4 separate regions of the Mus musculus genome follow, and regions 2, 3 and 4 are each linked to region 1. Evidence: chromatin contacts called from public HiChIP or PLAC-seq and promoter capture Hi-C data. All regions are on one chromosome and are shown on one strand. Each heading gives the region's core, a stretch centred on a gene start, on an enhancer-like site or on the middle of the called end of the contact. The rest is flanking DNA. Distances are from core to core; before and after follow the strand shown.

Evidence for each region. Promoter capture Hi-C pulls out the DNA fragments that hold promoters and counts their contacts. HiChIP or PLAC-seq counts read pairs in DNA pulled down with a chosen protein or histone mark. Capture Hi-C pulls out chosen DNA fragments and counts their contacts.
Region 2: a contact with region 1 is called in a promoter capture Hi-C map of pancreatic islet. The contact joins the promoter of Gpr34 here to the promoter of Nyx in region 1. A contact is called at or near these places in 18 of 39 promoter capture datasets (the 3T3-L1 cell line, the C10 cell line, the HPC-7 cell line and 13 more), 1 of 484 Hi-C or Micro-C datasets (the HPC-7 cell line), 8 of 115 datasets of contacts at active chromatin or transcription factors (bone marrow-derived dendritic cells, bone marrow-derived macrophages, embryonic stem cells and 5 more) and 4 of 9 other capture datasets (adipose tissue, liver, macrophages and 1 more).
Region 3: an H3K27ac HiChIP or PLAC-seq map of extraembryonic endoderm stem cells shows a contact between it and region 1. The contact joins the enhancer-like site here to the promoter of Nyx in region 1. A contact is called at or near these places in 10 of 39 promoter capture datasets (the HPC-7 cell line, HPC-7-derived erythroid cells, cranial neural crest and 7 more), 5 of 484 Hi-C or Micro-C datasets (Th1 cells, embryonic fibroblasts, growing oocytes and 1 more), 8 of 115 datasets of contacts at active chromatin or transcription factors (embryonic stem cells, epiblast stem cells, extraembryonic endoderm stem cells and 3 more) and 4 of 9 other capture datasets (adipose tissue, liver, macrophages and 1 more).
Region 4: a promoter capture Hi-C map of stem cell-derived epiblast-like cells shows a contact between it and region 1, with 8 times the contacts expected there. The contact joins the enhancer-like site here to the promoter of Nyx in region 1. A contact is called at or near these places in 12 of 39 promoter capture datasets (the 3T3-L1 cell line, the C10 cell line, the HPC-7 cell line and 8 more), 1 of 15 datasets of contacts at CTCF or cohesin (embryonic stem cells), 6 of 484 Hi-C or Micro-C datasets (the G1E-ER4 cell line, LSK cells, the P5424 cell line and 3 more), 10 of 115 datasets of contacts at active chromatin or transcription factors (Th17 cells, bone marrow-derived macrophages, cardiomyocytes and 7 more) and 2 of 9 other capture datasets (adipose tissue and liver).

What each region holds. Positions count from the first base shown.
Region 1 is chrX:13,458,730-13,464,089 of GRCm38.p6, forward strand. Nyx (nyctalopin) reads left to right here and starts at 2,361. Exons shown (of 4, transcript NM_173415.5): 1 at 2,361-2,754.
Region 2 is chrX:13,629,682-13,634,970 of GRCm38.p6, forward strand. It overlaps Gpr34 (G protein-coupled receptor 34), which reads left to right and starts at 3,088. Exons shown (of 3, transcript NM_011823.4): 1 at 3,088-3,199; 2 at 3,808-3,876. All of the region lies in intron 5 of Cask (calcium/calmodulin-dependent serine protein kinase (MAGUK family)), which reads right to left.
Region 3 is chrX:13,259,097-13,264,555 of GRCm38.p6, forward strand. No RefSeq gene overlaps it. Among named protein-coding and RNA genes, the nearest start is that of 2010308F09Rik, 14 kb to the left of the region's middle. Within about 2 kb of position 3,300, at least 23 of the 459 cell types and tissues checked have an H3K27ac peak or open chromatin away from gene starts, as enhancers often do. A contact at or near this core is called in extraembryonic endoderm stem cells and liver, where this site is marked.
Region 4 is chrX:13,205,068-13,210,976 of GRCm38.p6, forward strand. No RefSeq gene overlaps it. Among named protein-coding and RNA genes, the nearest start is that of 2010308F09Rik, 40 kb to the right of the region's middle. Within about 2 kb of position 3,049, at least 154 of the 459 cell types and tissues checked have an H3K27ac peak or open chromatin away from gene starts, as enhancers often do. A contact at or near this core is called in the G1E-ER4 cell line, the HPC-7 cell line, the P5424 cell line and 11 more, where this site is marked.

The sequences.
Region 1 (5,360 bases), core at 1,111-3,610:
GAGGCATGCTAATCGATTCTTTCCTAAGATAAGGGGACCCTGGTCCCCAGATTGTCTATGTTCCCTGTAACAGAGTTTTTATTTCTTTTATTTGTGTGTGTTGTCTGTGTGTAGTACATGCTTGGTGCACAGAAGTAATGGTCAGAGCAGGATGTTTGATGTTTTTCTCTATTGCTCTCAGCCTTGTTGCTTTGCTTAGGAAAGATCTCTTACTGAACAGGAAACCTGCGGGTTCAGGTAAGTGGGCTGGGCAAGCAGCTCCCAGGATCCACTTGTGTTTCAATGCTGTGGTTACAGTCATGTGCAGCTGTATCTGGGGTTTTTTTTTTTGTTTGTTTTTTTTTAATGTTGGTGCTGAGGGTTTGATCTCAGGGCCTCATGCTTTGCTTTTACCTCTCTCCACAGCCATCTTCTTTGTCCCAATATATCTTTGTTTTTCATTCCACGTTTTAGAAACATAAAATCATTTATATATAATGTATATTTATAACAATGTACATGCATGTATGAATGTGTATAACAGAGAGAGAAGAGAAGAGAAGAGAAGAGAAGAGAAGAGAAGAGAAGAGAAGAGAAGAGAAGGGAGGGGAGGGGAGGGGAGGGTTAAGGAGAGGAGCGGGGAAGGGAAGGGAGGGGAGGGGAGAGGAGCAGGGAGGAGAGGAGAGGAGAGGAGAGGAGAGGAGAGGAGAGGAGAGGAGAGGAGAGAAGAGGAGACAAGAGAAGACAAGAGAAGACAAGAGAAGAAAAGAGAAGAGAAGAGAAGGGAAGAGAGTCACATATAATCCAGGGTGGCTTCAAATACAGTTCTTCTGCTTCAGCCTCTTGTGTGCGGGCTTTTAGTTATGCATTGTTAGTCGTACCACCAATGATATACTCTCTATAATGTTATATATATTTTAATTTTACTTCAAACTATGTTTATAATTGAAATAGAATCATACCACTTTCCTCCCTCTAGCACTTTCCAGCTACCCTTCCCTGATGCCCTCCTATGTCCTCGTATACTCCTAAGTAGATAGCATATTTTATTTATTGTTACATACATATTTGTGTGCATGTGAGTATGAAATATGCACGCGCGTGTGCACACACACACACACACACATATCCAACCTGCTCAGTCCATTTTTGTTGGTGATGTGTGTGTGTGTGTGTGTGTGTGTGTATGTGTGTTCAAGGCTGACCATTCTGCATTAGACAACCAATTAAGGATGCTCATTACTGGGAGAGGCTAGTCATCTTTCCCAAAGCCATTAGTTGCCTGTAGGTAGCTCTTTGCCTAAGGATGGGGCCTGGTGGATTTCCCCTTCCCTGAGAACATGTCTGTGATATTACCTTTGTTCTGGTTTGTTTATGCAGTCATTTGTAGGAGAGACCATTTCACAGCAGACTTCCTTCTCTTCATCGATGCTCCCTGAGTCATAGATGCAGGAGTGGTGGTGTAGGTGTATCCATTGGGCCTGAGCTCCCTAGAATCTATTGCTCCAGTTGTGGTTTTCTGTGGTAGCCTCCATTTGCTGTAAGGAGAGGGTTCTTTCACGAGGAACGGTAGCCACATGTATCCAGGAAAGGCGACTCTCAAACCTAACAGGATTTTAAATTCAAGTCCAGGTGAGGAAAATGTTTTAAAGCTCACCCATTTTTTCAAATAGACGCCTCAGGGGTTTTGTGGGGTGGAAGATCCCATCCCATCTCAGGCCCGACAGACTTCTTTGTCCCTAGATCCATTCCTTTGACAGGTGGAAAGTGGAAGCCTTTGTATCTTTTCTTTGCTGGTCAGCTTCAAGCTCTAGCCTCGTGTATGTCTGTCAAACACTAATTTTCTAAGTGGCAAAAGGTGCCTATCTGAGAGCAGCAGGGAGGCCCAAGCCTCTCCCAGCATTTGTTTTTCTGACAGGTCATCAGCAGAGACTCAGTTGCCTGGTGGCTCAACATTGCACAGACTCAGGTATCTTCGATGGCTTGTCTTCTGAAATCAGATGTTCCGGGATCTTTTGCCTGCCTTGAATACCTGTGATAAGAGAATTCTGAAACTCTCTAAATTAAGTTACAGGCCAGAGAATGGAGGAAGAGATCAGATGAGATTATTTTAACTGACAGCTTCCAGCTAAATCAACAAAGAAAAGGACAAATCTGCTGCACTGCATTGTTGCCCTGTGTGCCGAAGACTACCCATTGAAGGTCACCTCACTTTCAGCTTTCAGAACGGACTTGCCAAAATGCAGCAATTCTGCTATGGACTGACTAACCCTTCACTCCTGGGACTCTGCCCAATTCCTCTTATCCTAGTCCTTCTGATCACAGATCAGAACAATTCCTTTCTTCCCCCTAACATTTTATTCTAAAGCCTCTAGCTCCTTAGGTCCATAACTACTGATTTCAACTGTTGTCTGGCCGTGCTGCTGGTGGCTTAGGAAACCTGTCCCAGGACCTCTTTCACCTCTTAGCATGTGTCAGCGCCATCAACCATTGTTTCAGAGGCCTCTTTGAGACTGGGACATTGATTTGATACTTGGCAGTTCCCTGCTGCATTGAGTTTGGGTCTTTTCCTTGGGCAAGGCAGATGGGCCTACAGCTCTATTTTTGGAGGCCACAGAGAGTGGCGATTTCACATGCAGCTCCTGGAACGTGCATTTTGGAGTATTAGGGCAGCGAGTCTGTTGAGAAGCACAGCAGAAGAAATCCTGGGCCAACCCTTTATGTGCTGTGTCAGACTGGCTTATTATCCACCCTCCTGACTCCAGGGTCAGTCAGGTGAGTAGGTCACTGAAGGACCCTCTCCAGAGGGACTTTTGGCAGGCTGTCCTTTGACCAGGGCAGCTAGCCTTCCAGCGACTTCAGGTGCGTGACTAAGATTTCCGGCTCAGGCGTGCCCCGGGCCTTTCCGGGCCAGGCAGCCGCCCCCGCGCCGCCATGCTGGAGCCTGCTTCCTGGCGGGGACGATAAGATAGGTTGCGGTGGCACTGGTCCAGCGCTGGAGCTTCAGCGCCCTCTGATGGGCAAGCCTGGGAGGGCGGGGCCCATGCTCGGATGCCCCGCCCCACCAGACCTTGGGAGCGGGCGGGGCTGCAGCACGGGTTACCCGCAGTGGCTGTCCAGGTTTCGCAAGGACGTGACCTTGAGAGGGAAAAAGTCCCCTGGTGCGTCACGAGTGGTTGCTAACCCGGGCTAGCGAGCTGAACTAGTTTTCGAAATCCAGAGAGGTGGGAAGGAATAGGGACTTAAACGTTCATACTGGGGACTCGTGGCCAGCTGCCCCTCTACGACCGACCGCCAAGGCACGCTTTGTGCGCAGGACCCGGAATCCGGTACGAGCCTGCATCCCGACTTTGTCTGGGCCTGTCCTTGGGGTGACGTCATTCTGAGAGTCAGCAGAATAAGTAGCGTCCCCTGCTGCAGTCCAGAGCTAAGGCTGTGAATTCAGGTCGATTCCCCCAGCCCTACAAGGAGCCAGGGATTCCAACAAAAGGATGGTTTCAGCTAAGGCAGTTTAGGGGTGCCTCATCCTGATCTCACATAGGCAGTGAGGGTGACTCTTTGGCTTCTTACTGGAATCTCAGGAGAGAAAACAAAAAAAAAAAAAAAACAACAAAAGCAAAACAACAAAAACCAACCATAACCTAGGCGACCAATTCCTTGCTCTGCCTTCAGCATTGTAACCTCAAGTTTTCTGAAGAAGCTTCGTCTGATTAGAACAACTTGGTGTGGAATTTTGTGAAAAGAGGAGAGTCAAAATTGACTTATTTTAGAACCTTTAATAACCATTTACTTTATTTTTTTATATCTGACCCAACATGTGTGTGTGTGTGTGTGTGTGTGTGTGTGTGTGTGTGTACGTGAATGGATGGCTCATGCCCACCAGTGCACTTGTGGAGTGCATGTGGAATCCAAAAGACAACCTTGGGTGCCCTTCCTCAGAAGACATCCAATTGATTTATTTTGAGACTTGTCTGAAGCTTGCTAAGTAGGCTGGCTTGGCTGGCTTGGCTGGCTAGTGATCTGTCTGTTTCTGTTACCATGTTGGGTTGTTTTTTTTTTTTTTTTTAATGTGGTTTCTGGGGATCCAACTCAGATTTACTGAGTAAGCTATCTTCCCAGCCATGACCTAAATTCTTTACAAATTAAAAAAAAAGTGTTTGTATTTGTGTGTGTAGGTGTGTGTGCCACCTTGCATGAGTGGAAATCAAAAACCAACTTACAGGATTCTCTCCCTCCACCATATGGGTCTGGGGGGAATCCAACTCAGGTTATCAGGTTTGGCAGCAAGCACTCTTAATAGCCGAGCCATTTTACAGGCTCCTGGCCCAACGTTCTTGTTCAGAGAAGCCCTCATCAGTATATCACAGAACTTAGCAGACCTTTGACCTCCACCTACCCTAAAACAAAGCACTCTAGATGACACATACCTATGGAGCAGCTTTGTGGCTGTGCAGTTGCCAGGCTACATGATGTTCCTACCAATGTAATTGAAAGTTTATTGACTTACAACTTTACATTCTTCTGTGACTATACAGTTCATGTCATCTCTTCTACTGTGGAATGTGACATTCAAGGTTCCCAGGCCATATGACTCAGAATAAACTATTTTCTTACTTCCTTTATGTCAACACTTGGCATCTTGAGCAACAGGTCTCTTGCAGTTTCTGAGCCCTAGTTTCCTTACATGAGGAATCTAGAGTCTGGGTTAGACTATGAGGCACAGAACTTCAGGGAGTCCATTTGAGACCAGAAAGTGAGAGGAAAAGGCAGGATAAAGGCCAATCTTTATCCTAGTTCTTTTATTCTAGATCCTTCGCTCATTTTCACACAGGCTTCACTTCAGGCAAACAGTTGAACACCTCCACCTAGATAGCAAACATAGGCTAGCCTCTAATATTTGTGGGATCTGGGGTTAGAGTATACAGGGAGGGTCATGTACCACGTGTCTAAACGTTTGGACGTTTTAAATATTTGAAAGTTATAGATCTAACTAACTAACTAACTAACCATCGAATAAAATATGTCCTATCCTCCATCTCTCTGTCTCTGTCTCTGTCTCTGTCTCTGTCTCTGTCTCTGTCTCTGTCTCTCTCTCTCTCTCTCTCTCTGTGTGGTGAGTTAGACACATTTCCTGAAAGTCAGACAGATAGGGATAACGGCCATGACTAGAAAATAAGATGACAGATTTCTAAGATGACCAGCTTCCTCCTCTCAAGATGGCTGCCTTTTTCCTCACTGCCCTGAACTGAGACAAAGGCCTAGCCACCTAAAATAGAGGCCTGGCGGGCTTCTTTCTCTTTCATGAGTAGGACCTGATGAGCTTAAGGCCAGATCAGTCAATGTCTACAGGCTCTTGAGTTCCTGCCCAACAGAAGCTGTTT
Region 2 (5,289 bases), core at 1,838-4,337, 170 kb after region 1:
TGTACATGTCAGTTCTTTCTTTCCACCGTGTAGGTTCTGGGGATCACACTTAGTCACCAGGCTTGGTGGCACTCACCTTTATCAGCTGAACCACCCTTCTGCCATTCTTGTTTTATTTAGCTTCATTTGTTACTCTTTGTTTAAGTATTCAAAAACCAATCATAAAATTTCACTTATTTACCAAGTTCAGAGCCTCTAACAGAGGACTTAAAAATAATGTTGTGGTATCCTTGGCAAACAGTGCAGTCAGATCTAATAATAGAGACATTCTAGAAAGTAGCAGGCTTATGCTCTTCAAAACTAGCTTTGGACTCAAGGATTTCAGTGAAACTAAAGATGTATCACAGATAAATGTCATCTTTTTATTTTTGCTCTAAAAATATTATTAGGGCAGCTGATGAAATTTGTAACAAGGATTGTCAAATATATAATGGTATTGTTTTAATATAAATTTCCCAATTTTGATTACTGTGCTGTATAATGTAGCTTTTTCATAAGTCTAAAAGTATGTCCTGACCCCCAATCCTATTTTAAAGGAACCTAAAATAACTTCTTCATGTGGTTATGCTTTTATTTTGTCATATAATGAGGCTCATTTAGTTTAATTAGACTTGTACAGTTTGGGGTTTTAATTACAGAAAACATGTCTGTACTTCCAAACTCAAAATTGCAAAACAAATTATATTCAGAGGTCTAATTTTTCTTTTCTTTGATTATGCTTCAATATTTCCCTCCTTCTTTGTAGGATATTAAAAGTAAGAAATAACATACATAGAGACATACAGACCTTTCCTGTAATGTGCCTGTAGATATAGAGGAGGTTCCTTTCTAAGGGTTTCTCTTTAATTAGAGAAACAAAAAGCAACTCCTAGCTGAGAGTGGGGAAGGAAATGAGGTTGCTGGCAGTTTGAGAAGGTCAAAGGTGTGAAAAGCTATTTCTGAGGGAGGATTAACTAGGGCAATGGCCCTTACATTTTAACTCCAGAATCACACAGACTCTTGGGTCTAGATGAACTTCAGTTGCAAGCTTCTGAATGAGATATATATATATGTGGGACTACACACACACACACACACACACACACACACACACATATATATATATATGAAGAATTTTTTATTAGAGTTTTTTTCATTTACATTTCAAGTGCTACCCCCTTTCCTAGTTTTCTCTTTGAAAATCCCCTATACCCTCCCCCTCCCCCTGATCCCACTTTGCTACTGGTCTGGAAGTCATCCTTTGAGAATTACGGGACTAAGGACATTAGAATTCACACTAAGGATTTCTGGCAGTGCAGGGCCCCTTAAGGTTTTGGATTGCCAATCTGAAGATAGGCTATTCTGTATGGCTGTGTGCTTGTAGCCAGCAGTCCTCATCTTCACTGGGGAGGTTCAGAACTGGAAGAGGTGGCAAGCTGAACTTCACTAGGGTTGGGTTTCACATAATGAAGGAATGGTGACAAAGTTCAGAATGATCAGGAACTAGAACATAATATTCAAACCTTACATCAGCGAGAAAATGTGGCTACAATATGAGAACACTAAAAGCTGAAAAGCAATTTTGAAATGGGATGTCATAAGTGTAGGACAATAGTACAATACAAAACTAGTATTTATATTGTATTTCAGGAGATAAAAAGCACATTATGACTCATTTAGTCATGAAAATCCTGACAGAATCTTAGAAATATTTGCATATTCATGTTGGTTGCAGCAATATTGCAATATTCATAATTGCCCCAAAGCAGAGAAAATTTACATGCTTATTGAAAGATAATAAAGAAAACGAAGTATAGGCAAACATTGGAAATATGCAGCCTTAAAAACAAAGGAAATTAGGTTACACGTTATAGGTGAACCTCAATGATAGTAGGCTAAGTAAAATAAACAAGTCACAAAAAGGTTTTATAATGGAACTCAATGTCACAGAATCATGGTTGCCAATGTTAAGACTAGGGGCAGAGAAAATTCGTGTATAGAGGGTTTAGAGGTTTAATTTTGCATCATAAAAATGTTATGGTGATCTGCTGCCTGATGGTATATGTACACTGAGCAGCACTGCATGATAGAGTCAAAACTGGCTATGTGGTAAATCTAGTGGTATGTGTCGCTTACCACAGTAAGAAAAAAAATACTGCTGGACAGATACAGTAACCATCTTCCTGCTCAGAGATTCTCAGGGGGAAGTAAGAGTTATAAAATACTTTTATTCTAACAATGTAAAATTATGGTCTCACATGTTATGATTCTTCAAAAAACTAAACTAAAAGTTCTGGGGACTATGAAGTTCAGAAGAATATTTCCAGAAATACTTACAATGTTAGATTTAGACAAAGCTGGAGGATAACAATCATGTTCCAAACAACAACCAAAAGGGGAAATGACACTCGAGTGCAGGGCCAGCAGTAACACAGATGAATTGATGGTGGTTAAACAGTGGACTGTGACCAGAATGGAAGCTGCAGAGCCTCAGCATCTTTTCCTTGAAATAGGAGAGAGCACTTCGGCTTACTTGGGTGAGTTTACTATTGTGCTGAGGCGAAAATAGTGCTACAAATCCCACCTAGTCTCCAAATTTTAAGATGTTTTAGGAAATGAATCCATGGTCTTTAAGGAAGATACAAAATGATACTAAAATAATATAGAGAGTAAATAAAACTTCAGCAGAACCAAAGAGTAAAAACAAAACAAAACAAAAGCCAACTATTAGCAATGCTAGTATACTTTGGGGCAGAAAGTTCATATACTTCATGATGGTAGTAACTTCTAAAATGAATCTGGAAGGAAATGGAAATTCAGGGGTTATATTCTAAAATCCATACAGGACATCACTCATCATTTCTTAGGAAAGAGAGCATCTGCCCACTTCTGATTGTATTTTATAGTTTGTTGGCATCTTAGGGGACAAATGCTCTTTAGTTTAGGCTAGAAGGGACTCATACAGAAGATGCAATTTCCTAAACTTCAACTTGAAGCTGTTGCTAAGAGTGGTATCTTTTCTTAGCTCCAAACGGGACCCAAGGGCTGTCACAGTGAAAAGAGAAAGAAAAGGGGAAAAACAACTGTACCACATGTGGATATAAAAAAGAAGAGAACTCTAGCCAATTGCACCACCACCACCGGATGGAAGAGCCCAGCTGACACAACCTGGTCTAGGGAGTTTTGGGTTTACTCCTTTTACTTCAGGAAAGCTTCAACTGTAAGTATTCTCTGATTTTTAAAAGCCACACACAGCAGCCTTTGTTTTAGTTAAAACTTGATTATTTGAATGTTCAGAGTGAAGCTCGATGTATGCTGGTAACACTATTCTGCTTTCAGCAAATCTCTGTTTTTTAGAGTCACTGAGTAAACTGCTTTGGACGACACCTTTGCTTTTCAAAGGAGACTTCTTTTTGGATAGAATAACTAAGAACAATGGTCACATTGTTTATTGGCATTGCGTAGTCATAATTATTTGCAGTTGTATTTGAATCAACTAAAGTTATTTTCAGACATAGTAAATTTAATTGCAATATACTACAGATTTCCTATTTATTATCTCTTGACTTCACAATGCTATACTGTTTCCCCATCTTAAACATTTTTATTATATTTTTATTATCTTATGGTACAGACCAGTTACAATTTAAGTTTCATGTTTTGGAACTAAATAAAGAGAATACTCTAGAAAAGAAAAATAAACCACAATATATTTTTAAAAATTAATTCAAACAATTAAAAGTAAACAGTTAAGTTTATAACAAAACTAAATATAGTACTAATATCGTTATTTTTCAAGTAACATGCTTTCAATTGTTCTGTATGCAGCAGTTCCTGCAGCTTCTGAAGTATGGCCTGAATAGATTCAGTCATTATTATAAGTCCATTGTCAAATAGGTATGTATTTCAGCACATGATATTGATAGAAATAACACCCAAATAACATGTTACATGATCTTTTCTTGGCTACAGCCACTGAAGAAAATCTGGGAGGTAGGATGGTGGCAGTTGGGGTACAAGTGCTCACTTAGGGCTGCAAACAGGAATGGGGCTTGCTGAGTAACAAACACTACCTGCTATTAGAGAATGAGTGGGACTACTGTATGAGCTACAAGTCAGCTCTGCCATGCCAACAGGCTATGCTCACTTATTTCTCATCTTCACTGGCAAATTCTTATAGCGAACAAGTAAAATATGAATAAGTAGCCTTAAGAATAATTAGTGAATCCAGGTGTGATGGTGCATGCCTTTAATCCCAGCACTTGGGAGGCAGAGGCAGAGGCAGAGGCAGAGGCAGAGGCAGAGGCAGAGGCAGAGGCAGAGGCAGAGGCAGAGGCAGAGGCAGAGGCAGAGGCAGAGGCAGAGGCAGAGGCAGAGGCAGAGGCAGAGGCAGAGGCAGAGGCAGAGGCAGAGGCAGATTGCTCTTTGAGTTTGAGTTCCAGGACAGTCAGGGCTACACAGAGAAACTCTGTCTTGACCTCCCCAAATTAATTATAATACTGATGATGGTGGTGATGATGATCACTGAGTGAATGATACCAACATACCAGATGACTTATGGATGACTCATTTACTTCCTTGCTTTTGCAGTATTGGATATCAAACTCCAAGGGCTTTGTACTTCTAGGCAACCGCTCTACCATTTAGATATGTTCCTGGCCCTCTTTTAACTTGTTCTTTTGAGGCAGGGTCTCACTAAGTTAGACAACATTGCTGTAAACTTGTGATTCTCCTGCCCTGGACTCAAAAGGAACTATGATTGCTGGCATACATGAACTACCAAGCCCAGCTCCCAATTTACTTTAAAGGTGACACTAGTTACCAAATTTGAGACAGGCTGTAACTTGTGAATTGATTGATAAATCACTTGCTGCTGGCCAGGTACTATCTGGCACTGTATGCCATGCTTCTGTTGTTGTTGAAACAACACGGCTTTTGCTTTATTCTCCAACTTGACACTAGCAGCATCACTAATCGTGCTTTTGTCCAACTATTATTATTGATCACTTAATTTTACTTGAATACTAGAGTTGAAGAAATGGTCTCGGGATATGTTCTCTGCACTGATATCTTCCTAGAAACATTTTGATTATTGCTCTTTGGCCCAGAAATAAGAAATTCTGATTAATGATTTGATTCCATGAAATCTAGGTTTACTTGCATATTGTTATGGACCTAGCAAATGGAAAGATTAATAACTTCCAGAGGAGCAAAGCTAGACAGTACAACCTCTTCATAAAACAACTAAAGTAGATAGTGGTAAAGGAATCCTCTTAAACTACTTTAGTTGATAGAATTTAACATTAGTAA
Region 3 (5,459 bases), core at 2,050-4,549, 200 kb before region 1:
TTTGATCCCTGAATTCCCCTTAAAGATATAGCCCCTCTGGCTATCTATCCCTTGCTTCAGGGAAGATGAGCGGGGATGAGAGCCCTGGGATGTATGCTTGTTATAGTGTGTGTGTTTTTTGTGTTTGGCACATGTGTTAGGTGCAGAGTGTGCGGCCCGCACTTTCGCCATGGTAGCGTAGGCTTTTGCTGCAGTGGAGGCGGGACAATCTCCTCAGATTCGGTTTGCCGCTCTAAAAGAAATAATGCTGCTTTATGCCATGGGTTGCGAGGCTAAGCACTGCACAGAGGATAGCTTGCTGTTGGCATCCTGTGGAAGGCACGTCTGATTGCATGAAGGTTCAGTGTCCTAGTTCCCTTCCCCCAGGAAAAACGACACGGGAGCTGGCCAAGACCTCTCTGGGTGATGAGCCTAAGGGATGGTTTTGTGTAGGGCCCCTATGCTTGCACACTGGGGATCAGACCTCTACCTTCACCCATGAGGCTTGCTTGCAGCAATTAAGATCTGGCCATAGGTTAATTAACATCCTGGCCTTTTGATGCACCTGCCACAAGCAAAACACAATCTCCCCAGGTGTGGCTTGGCATGATAGAGAGGTAGTCAGTGATAAGACTCCCTGGGCATGTCACCAACCTAAGACAGGGATCAAACCAATGCTGTTTGTCACCCAAGGACGGGTAAGGGGCATGGCTGCGGGGGGCTATCTACAGACATTCTCTCTGCCAAAAAAGAAAAAAGGGGGAATTGTGGGGAGCGGGTGTGGCGGCAGTCCCAAAGGCGCCAGGGACTGCAGCTAAGTCATATGACTTGCACCTGACTTCCTCATATAAGACACAAACATCTTGAGTGCTGCGCAGGTGTACCAGGATACAGGTGAATCCAATTTGGTGGAGATTTGCCCCTGCTGCCCTGATTAGCTGAAGCCTCACGACTGGCGAGGGGGCGTGGCCTGCGGTGCGTGGATGAGAGAGAGTATAAAAGGAGTGAGAGGATTATTATTCGAGGGAGGATTACTATTAGGGGGGAGATATAAAAACAAGGGAGATATGAACAAGGGAGATATAGAGAAAGAAGAAACAGGACTGAATAAACGTGTGCAGAAGGATCCTGTTGCAGCGTCGTTCTTCCTGGCCAGTTGGGCGCGCGCAAGAACCAGGTTTTTCCATGTAGCCCTGGATGTCCTGGAACTCTCTCTGTGGACCAGGCTAGCCTGCATGTCTCTGCCTCCTGAGTGCTGGGACTAAAGGCATGCACTACCACTGCCTGGCTGTTGATTGATTGATTGATTGATTGATTAGAGATAGGGTCTTACTATGTAGCCTTGACTGTCCTGGAACTCCCTATGCTTTGTATACCAGCCTGGCCTCGAGCCCACAGAGATCCTCCTGCCTCTGCCTCCCAGTGATACAGATGTGTGCTACCACTCCAGGCCTGAATAATGTTTAGTTTTGACACAGTATATCCTATCCCAGGCTGGCCTCCAATTCCCTGAGTATCCCAGGATGGCTTTGAACTTCTGACCCTCTTGTCCACACTTCTATGGGATTTTAGGCATACACCACTGCTTCTAGTCAATGAGGTGCTAGGGATGGGACTCTGTGCTTTCTGTATGCTAAGCAAGCATTCCACCAACTGAGCTACATACATTCCAGCCTTCTGGAGAGATCTTAATTGCCTTGATGTGGCAGCTTGAATAAGAATGGCCCAATAAGCTCATATATATGAACTCTTATTTTGTTTTGGTTTTTTTGAGATAGGGTTTCTCTGTGAAACCTTTGCTGTCATGAAACCTGCTGTGTAGACCAGGCTGGTCTTGAACTCAAAGAAATCTGCCTGTCTCTACCTCCTAAAGTGCTGAGATTACAGGTGTGTATCACCACTGCCCAACTTGAACTCTTTGAAAGATTTAGGAGGTGTGCCCTTGTTAGAGAAAGTGTGTCACTGGGGGTGGGCTTTGAGGTTTCAAAAACCCATTTCTCTCTCTCTCTCTCTCTCTCTCTCTCTCTCTCTCTCCCTCTCTCCCTCTCTCCCTCTCTCCCTCTCTCCCTCCCTCCCTCCCTCCCTCCCTCCCTCTCTCCCTCTCTCCCTCTCTCCCTCTCTCCCTCCCTCCCTCCCTCCCTCCCTCCCTCCCTCCCTCTCTGCCTGCAGATCAGGATGTAGAACTGTCACCTACTTTCTCATGCCTGCCTGTCTTCAATGTTCCCCACCATAATGACAATGGGCTTCAATGGGCTTACCCTTGAAACTGTGAGCAAGCCCCCAATTAAATGCTTCCTCTTATGAGTTGTCATGGTTGCCTGGTCTACAGAGTGAGTTCCAGGACAGCCAGGGCTACACGAGAAACCCATCTTGAAAAAAACCAACAAAACAAAACAATCAAACAAAAAACCCAAAAAGAGTTGTCATGGTCATAGTATCTCTTCATAGCAATAGAACACTAAGACACTTGAGGTTCTCACAAATCGTGATGTGAGACATTTTTTAAGGAATAGAGAGTGTATATAGAAAACAAATACAGGACCAGAGAGATGGCTGTAGTAGGCAGCAGTGCTTGCTGCCAAGCCTGACTACCTGAGTTCAGTCCCAGGGATGCAAATACTGGAAGGAGAGGTCTGGTTCCCAAAAGTTGTCTTTTAACCTCCACACTGGCATGGTGGCATCAGCATGTCCCTCCCCAGAAAATGAATAAACATTAAAAAGAATCAAAACACAGTTGCAAGTCAGAAATGTTAACTGGTTTTATTTTTTCAAATGTAATTTAAAAAAATATTAGTGTGTGTATGTGTGGTGAGAGACTTCCTGGAAAGATGCACCACACACACACACACTCACCAAGAAAGAAAACCCAGAACAGACCAAAGTAATAAGTGTACAATTTGACTACCCAGTAAGTTTTCACTGGAGTTCCTAACAGTAGTATGGGTAGGGCTGAAGGAGCAGGCACCTGCATCAAGGAAAAGTCCACTAGTGATGACTCATGCAAGCTGTGTCCCTAGTGCTCTCTACACAACTTGCAGACATCTGTCTCCACAGGCCTGAGAGATCTCTTCTCCGAAGACCCCCTGGTAACAGTCTCCTCCCCCAGTAGCTGTTTGCTGCTTCTAGAAAGCAGGAAGAGGCCTCTGAGAATTTTAAATTTCCAGCTTTCCCAGGCAGAGTGAAGTTTGTTTATCTCCTAGATCTCAAGATAGTGTCCCTCCATCTGGGGGAAGAAACTCTTACGCAGGTCTGAGGGAGGGTTGGGAGATAAGATTGTCTCCAGGGTAGCTTGTAGCAGCTGGAAATCTGTCACAGGACTCCTTCAGGCCACCCCTCCCTATGCTTTAGGCTCCCTACGCCTTAGGCTCCCTACGCCTAAGCCCAGGCCTAGGAGGCTGGCCTCCATCTCAAGAGCTACATTGTTCAATGAACCTTCCAGAAGTGGGATGGTGTACTCGGTATCCCTTGGAGACTGATAGGCCTGGTTTCTCCCACCCTGCATGACTCCTTGAAGGCCTGTCCACCCATAGTGTTGTATATATTAATACAATTGAGGGCCAGAGAGATAGCCCAGAGCTTCAGAGGCACTTGTTCTTGCAAAAGACTTAGAGGTTCAGTTCCCAGAACCTACATGGTATTTCACAGCCATCAATAAGTCCAGTCCCAGAGAGCCAATGCCCTTTGCTGACCTCCACAGATGCTAGGCACCCAGATGGTGCCCATACACACATGTAGGCAAAATAACCATGCTCATGAAATAAAATTTAAAAAGAGCTTTAGATTTACACATCACACACACACACACACACACACACACACACACACACACCCCTACCTACCTGTTTCTTTAGTGTCTATGTGTGTGGTAGTGCATTCCACAGGCATGGGTGTGGAGGCAGGGGATAACTTGTGAGAACTGGCTTTCTCCCCCTACCATGTGGGTTCTGGGGCTCATGTCAGGATTGTCGGCAAATGTCCAAATGTCTTTATCTACTAAGCCATCTCACTGGCTTTTCTTTTAAAGCCTGGGTCCCCTTTTTACTCTGTGTCCCAGGCTGACCTCTAACTTTCAGGCAATCCTCCTGCCTCAGCCTCCTAAGTGCTGGCATTACAGACATAATCTCACTCTCAGTTCCGCAGTTCTTTGCTTTTTATTGCTCAGTCATCTATGATATGAACATGCCAGGTAGGTGGTGGGGGTGAGAGGTAGGGGGCAGAGGGTGAGAGGTGGGTGGGGGTGTGACCATTTGTCCACTGAAGGCCATTATAGGATACTTGCAGTTTCAGACTATTACAGATAGCCCTGTTACAAACATTTGTGTAAGAGAATTTGTGTGAAAATAAGTGTTTATTTCTCTGTCTGGGACAAGTGACAAAAAGTACAAATGCTGGATCATAGGATAAGTCTATTTTCAGCCTTAAACTGAACTGCCAAATTTTTCCCGAGTGTCAGTATCAGTGTCCATTCCCTCCAGCAAGTGACCCAGTTTCTCTACAGTCTCTCTAGCATTTGGTAGTGTCAGCATTCTTCATTTCTGTCAGCCTGATGGGTCGATTGTGACGTCTCACTGTAGTTGTTTGGCTTGATTTTGAGCCAGGGTCTTACACAGCTGAGGCTGGCTCCTGGGCCTGCCTCCCAAGTGTTTGCATTGCAAATGTCCTCACCTTTTTTACTTTTTAAATTTTTAAGCAAGGTCAAACTATGTAGCCCTGGCTGTCATATAACTCCCAGTGTATAGGGGGCTGACCTAGAACTCTTAGAGATCTGTAAGACTATATATTTTTTTAACGCGAAAAAGGTTTACAGTTCAGAGATCTGCCTACATCTGTGTGTCTCCTGCATTGCATGCTTGGATTACAGGAACACCAGCACATCTGGCACTCTCTTCCTTCTCAATCCTTCCTCTTTTCACTTCACATCTTTAGGCTCCCATTCCTTCTAGTTTCATGACCCTTTCTGCCCCCACCAGTTTCCATGCATGTCAGAAAACATGTAATACTTGTCTCTGAGATGGATTTATTTCACTTAACCCAGTGCTCTCCAGTTCCATCTAGTTTCCTGCAAGCAACATCATAATTTCATTCTTTATAGCCAAGTAAAATTCCATTATCATTTCATCTGTTGATGAACACACCTAAGCTGATTTCATCACTTTGGGCCATTTTCTCTTTTTTAAAAAATTTTGAGCTAGGCGTTATCTGTATACAGCCCTGACTGTCGTGGAATTTACTATTTACTCTGTAGACCAGGCTGGCCTCAAGCTCACAAAAGATCTGTCTGGCTGAGCCTCCAAGCGCTAGGATTAAAGGCATAGACCATTAAGCTTTTTATTTTATTTATTTTTTTATTTTTATTTTTTTTTGGTTTTTCGAGACAGGGTTTCTCTGTATAGCCCCGGCTGTCCTGGAACTCACTTTGTAGACCAGGCTGGCCTTGAACTCAGAAATCTGCCTGCCTCTGCCTCCCAAGTGCTGGGATC
Region 4 (5,909 bases), core at 1,799-4,298, 250 kb before region 1:
AGGCTGGAAAGATGGCTCAGTGATTAAGAGCACTGAATGCTGTTCCAGAGGTCCCTGGTTCAATTCCCAGTCCGTACATGACAGCTCACGACTATAACTCCGAGATCTGACACTCACACAGACGTGCATGCAGGTAAAATACCAATGCATATAAAATAAAAATAAGTAAACTATTTTTTTTAAAAAAATTCAATCAAGATCTGACGCCCTCTTCTGGAGTGTCTGAAGACAGCTACAGTGTACTTACATATAATAAATAAATAAATCTTTTTTAAAAAATTCAATCAATGAAATCTCAAAGAGATAACTGATCACTAAAATTGATATCTTCCCAGGGCTGAAGACTATACAGCTCAGTGGTAGGGGGCTTTCGTAGGGGGTTCAAGAGCCTGAGTTCCACCCTAAGCAGTGGAAAGAGAGAAGGGAGGGGGGTGTCTCAAGAGATGCAGGGGACAGAAGGAGGGAGGGGGAGCTAGAGTGAGAAAACCGACTGGGTAGCACAGGCCTGTAGTCCGACCCATGAAGAATTAGGCCATGGCCAGTCTGGGCTCCATACTTCCAAGCTGGCTTGGGCAAATGAGATTCTGTTTCAAACAAAACAAAATAGATAAATAACAATAAAAAGGAATAAAAGCAGCTGTATTTCTTCTTGGACTACTATCCAGAGTTAGAGAGAGAAAGTGAAGGCCTGGCAGGCAGGGCTAGGGGTTTGGTTTCCAGGGCAAGTGAAGGCCAGGGTTGCCTTGGGATGCCCATGGGGTCTTCAGAAAAGTACCACCTGTGCTCCTTTGTGTCAGTACCAGAGGTCAGACCCCCTCTCCCTTTGCTATTTTCATTATGGATTCAGATACTTGAAGATTTCTTTTACAAAAGGGCAGCCTTTCAGACCTGCCCCCTGCCACCAGGCCTGCAGTGTCTCTGGGTAAGCAACTGGAAATTCGGTAACAAACATACCTGGGGGTGGATTAGTTTATGTATGCTCCTACAAGAAAACAGACCAACTTTATTGATTGTTGTGGCACAGACACACACACACACACACACACACACACACGGAGAGAGAGACACACACAGACAGAGAGACACAGAGAGAAGGAGAGATGAAAGAGAAAGAGAGAGTGGTGTGATACGTGTGTAATTTCAGAATTTGAGATGTGGAGGGAAGAGGACTGGAATGAGTTCAAGGCCATCTTGGGCTACTTGATTCCCTGTCTCCAAAACAAAACCAGACAACAACAATACAGAACAAAGAACAAAACTCAAAACCTAATAAATAAATAAATAAATAAATAAATAAATAAATAAATAAATAAATTAAAGAAAGAAAGAAAGAAAGAAAGAAAGAAAGAAAGAAAGAAAGAAATGACTCTAGCTGGGCTGTGGGAGACTGTTTGCTCCTGAAAGGTCTGGATTACACGTCCAGTGGCCTTGGAGAACCAGGCATTCCTGGAAGGAGGGCTGGGAATGGAATTAGGATGGGAGAGAAGTGGGAGGAGAGAAATAACAAACCAAGACAAAGTTTCTCTGACCATGGCTCAAATTGTAATTTTTCAGCTCTGCATTTCTATAGGCAAAACCACAAAACGGAGCCCCTTTGTTTCAGCTGGGTTTGAGTTGCAAAGGAAGCTCTCAGCAGCTCAGCGGGCGGGCAGTCTCTTTCCGCTTGGGCAGGACGCCTGGCTCCAGCGGTGGCGACTTGTTTAGCCAACTCAAGGCTGGGGGAAGGGCCCACATTCCTACCCTGTAAAAGAGAAAAACACAACCAAACAGCACCACAAACAACAGATTACAGGATTGCCACCCCAGGAGTCTTTGGGTTTGTTTGTTTGTTTTTAGATGACTTTTTTCTTTGGTAAGAATGTTTCATTTGTGTCTATGGCCTTGGAGTTAGAAGAGGACATGGGATCCCCTAAGACTAGAGTTACAGCCGGTTTTGAGTAGTTATGTGGGGGCTGGGAATGGAACCCGGGTTCTCTGGAAGAGCAGCCAGTGCTCTTAACAGGTCACCAAGCCATCTCTGGAACTGTCCTGTAACCACCTTTAAAATGCACATTTTGGTGAGGGGAGACTAGCATAACTCTAGATCTAGGGGTAACAATGACTGTGGCCTCTTAGGACATAGTACTTATGTGCCCACATACACAAATAAAAATAAAAACAGTAACAACAACAACAACAAAATAATCCAGCTCAGAGAGCTGGGGCTGTGTCTCAGTTGCAGAGTGCATGGCCGAAGAGTCCCCATTAGATCCCGTATCACCAGAGTAAGGGTTAACCAGCAGAATCCCTTGGCGGGTTGGGGTTACTAAAGTGTGTCCCAAAGATTACACCATCATACCATCATACAATAGATCTCCCGAAAGGAATTTATTTGGGTGGGAAGAGATGGGCTAGCCCAGACAACAAGAGACAGAGAGACAGGGTGAAAGAGTAGGCCGCGATGGGGGGGGGGGGCTGGCTTTTAAATGGTATGCCCGTGGCATTTGGCAGCTGGTGATCATAAAGCTGCTGGCCCTGAGGCGCTGAAGGCAGGCTGGGCCACAACCAGTACCGGCCACAGAAACCAGCTGTTGGCAGAAGTATCGGACCTGCAGTCTGGGATGGTGTGCCCACCCTGGGGCGTGGTCCCACCTGGTCACAAGTAAGATGCCTCCAGCCCTGACCCCACATCATCTACTCACGCAGCTCCCCTGTCCCAGCCAACAGCAACTTGTTCGCCCTGGGGTCTTACTTCTGTTAAGAGTCCCTACCAAAGGCCTGGGGCAAGGGTCTCTTCCTGATCTCCATAGGAGTCTCTGGTCTCACAATGTTTCTGTGTGGGTTCAGTGGTGACGAGGATTAGTTATGGATACACAGAGGCTGTGACACCTGCCAGCTCTGTGCTACTTCCTTTAAGGGCCTGGCCCCACAGCCACGTGGACCTTTGTCCATAGGGGTGGCGAGGAAGCCACACTGTTCCAGCAACCTGATCTTTAACAGAACAGCATCTGTCAGGACTCCGCGGCTCTCTGCCTGGCCAAGCCGGCACACTTTTTGTTGCCAAAGATGGGTGGTGTCACCGGAAGTCTAAGGGAGTGTGGTTCGGAAATCCCCTTGGAAAACCAGCTCTTGTGCCAGACCTCGCTTGACGTTAGGCTCTGCTGCCCTCTAGTGGCCGCAGGGTGGCATGAACCACGAGGGGTTGGAGACGTCTGCTCAATGGCTTGGGAAGTGGGGGAAGGGAACTGTGGCGGTTGCGCAGATCCAAGTGCTTTGTACCCACGACATCTTAGATTCTGCTGCGTCCCCCAACCCCCGATTTTTTTGCCCTTTGTTAATCAGAACTCAAAAAGCACCTAACCCTTTTACATATCCAGAGCACGAAGCCGGAACTAAGGCTCAAGCATCGGGCTCCTTGTTTGCTGGAATCCCCCAAAATGAACGTAACTGTCATACCATACATGTGTGTAAAATTGGAGAAAGGGGATGATATGAGCTTAATTGGTTAAGTGGTGGCTGGTGTATATCTGTAATCCTGCCACTACAGGGGCACAGACAGGGGATTCCCTGTGAGTTCTATGCCAGCCTGAACTATCCCAGTTTAAAAACAGAACTCTGCTATCTCCCCCACTATGACTCTCCCTTTGTCCCATTCCCACAGGCTAAGGGACTTCTGGATCCTGAGAACTCGAGTTGGCGATACAGTTGGAATGACTTTAATGGACCATTATATTTCCATATATAGGAATTACTGGCCATCTTAGGACAGGAATGCTTTCCAGGAATAATCTGCCTGCCCACCTGGTAACGCCACCCTGAGCCACAGCAGTTGGAAAGTAGGTGGTGGAAGAGAAACAGTGTTTCAAGTATTCAGAGCCAAAAGAGGGTCTGTGAAAAGTTATCCCAGCTATTAGTTATGAGACTGAGAGAGATGCCTCAGTGCTTTACAGTACTAATGGCTCCTCCAAAGGACATGGGTTCAATTCCTGGTCCCCATATGGTGGGCTCCCAATTATCTGTAACTCCAGTTCCAGGGGATCCACTGCCCTCTTCTGACCTCCTCAAGATCTGCATGCAGGTGGCACACAGACATGGAGGCAAATCACCCAGCCACAGTGAGACCTCATCTCAAAAGATTCAAAGAAAAGAGGGCTGTGGGAATGGTGTTGACATCAAGGATTTGAATAGAGAGCACCAGCCCAAATCATCATGGTCAAATTAATTAAAGCAAGCTTACCCCCTGCCCTACCCCCGCCTCCACTCACACAAGAGTTTTTCTCTGTAACAGTCCTGACTGTCTTTGAACTCACTCTGTAGACCAGGCTGGCCTCGAACTCAGAGAGCTGTCTGTCTCTGCCACCGGGGTGCTAGTATTAAAGGTGGGGGCCACCATAGTCCACTGCAAACCTGCAAGCTCTTTTTTTTTTTTTTTAATTCATGTGTATACATGGGTTGCCTCCTCTAAGGTGGAATTCAAGGAGTCAGCCTTGGATGTGAGGGAGATAATGTTTTTATAGCTTAGGGGTAGGGGCTTTCCAAATGGGGGATACGACAGGCAAACAGGCAGGGTTACAGAAGCAGAGCAGAGCATAAGAAATTGGTCTTGGGCTGGTGAGATGGCTCAGTGGGTAAGAGCACCCGACTGCTCTTCCAAAGGTCCAGAGTTCAAATCCCAGCAACCACATGGTGGCTCACAACCATCCATAACGAGATCTGACTCCCTCTTCTGGAATGTCTGAAGACAGCTACAGTGTAACTTACATATAATAAATAAATAAATAAATAAATAAATAAATAAATAAATAAATCTTAAAAAAAAAAAAAGAAATTGGTCTTAACAACTTTTGAAACAAGGACATGGTTGCAAGGTGGTCATAATAACCTTTTGAAACAAAAAAATAGGGTTGTCACATGGTCATAACTTTTTGGAACAAAGGCACAGTTGCTGTTTCCTGGAACAAGCAGTATAGAACCATTTGAAGGAAAGGTTACAAGTGGGGCATAGCCCAATCCTTGAGAAACAGTTTTAGCCATAAATACGATGGAGGCAGGATGGTTCATCAAGGGTGCAGCAGGCAAGAACACTACCTGCTCTTGCAGAGGATCCAGGTTTGATTCTCGGGGTCCATGTGGCACCTTTAACTCCAGTTTTAGGGAATCCAATGGTGTCAGCTACACACAAGGTGACATACATGCCCGCAAAACACTCATACGCATAAACATTAAACAAACAAAACTTAAACTATCAGAAAGGGTTGGGAAACATTCCCTCCTAGAGGCCTAGGAGACAGAGTTGAAATGCTGACGTCACATGCTGAATCCTGAACCATGTAAGGTTCTAAAAGGCTCTCTTTCTTCGGCTAGAAGCAGCCAACAATCACTGGGGGAGGAAACTGACCAGCTGCCAAAAGGAGATCTCTCAGACCTGTCCAATTGTCCATCTGTCCAGTTAAGCAGAGGACTTCAGGGTTCAGGATTTGTCACTGGTGTTTGGATGGGTTCTTATGGAATGCATCTGCTTTGTAGTCACCCCTGCTCCTGTAAGTAACCCCTTGCCATACACTTGTTAAAAACCCCAGTAAAACTATGATTTTCAGTAGTTCATCAAGCTGGACTTTGGTGCAATCAGTACATTGGTCTGTCACGGGTTCTCTGTCTAGGGTAAGTAGAGAGGTGTGTGTGCTTGCTCTTTACCTTGGAGAGGTCTTACACGGCAGAACTCAACAATGCAATAGATAAAATAGCAGCTGACTTTGTGATGAAATTCGTTCTCCCCCCACCCTGCTTGTAGTCCTGGCTGACCTTGAACTTGTGGCAAGCCTTCTGCCCCATCAGTGTGCTTACACTTAACTTTTGTTCTTTCTTTTTAATTCTCATTTCCTTTCATTTGGAGGAACAGTTTTACCCTCTCTCTTTTCAAAAATTACATT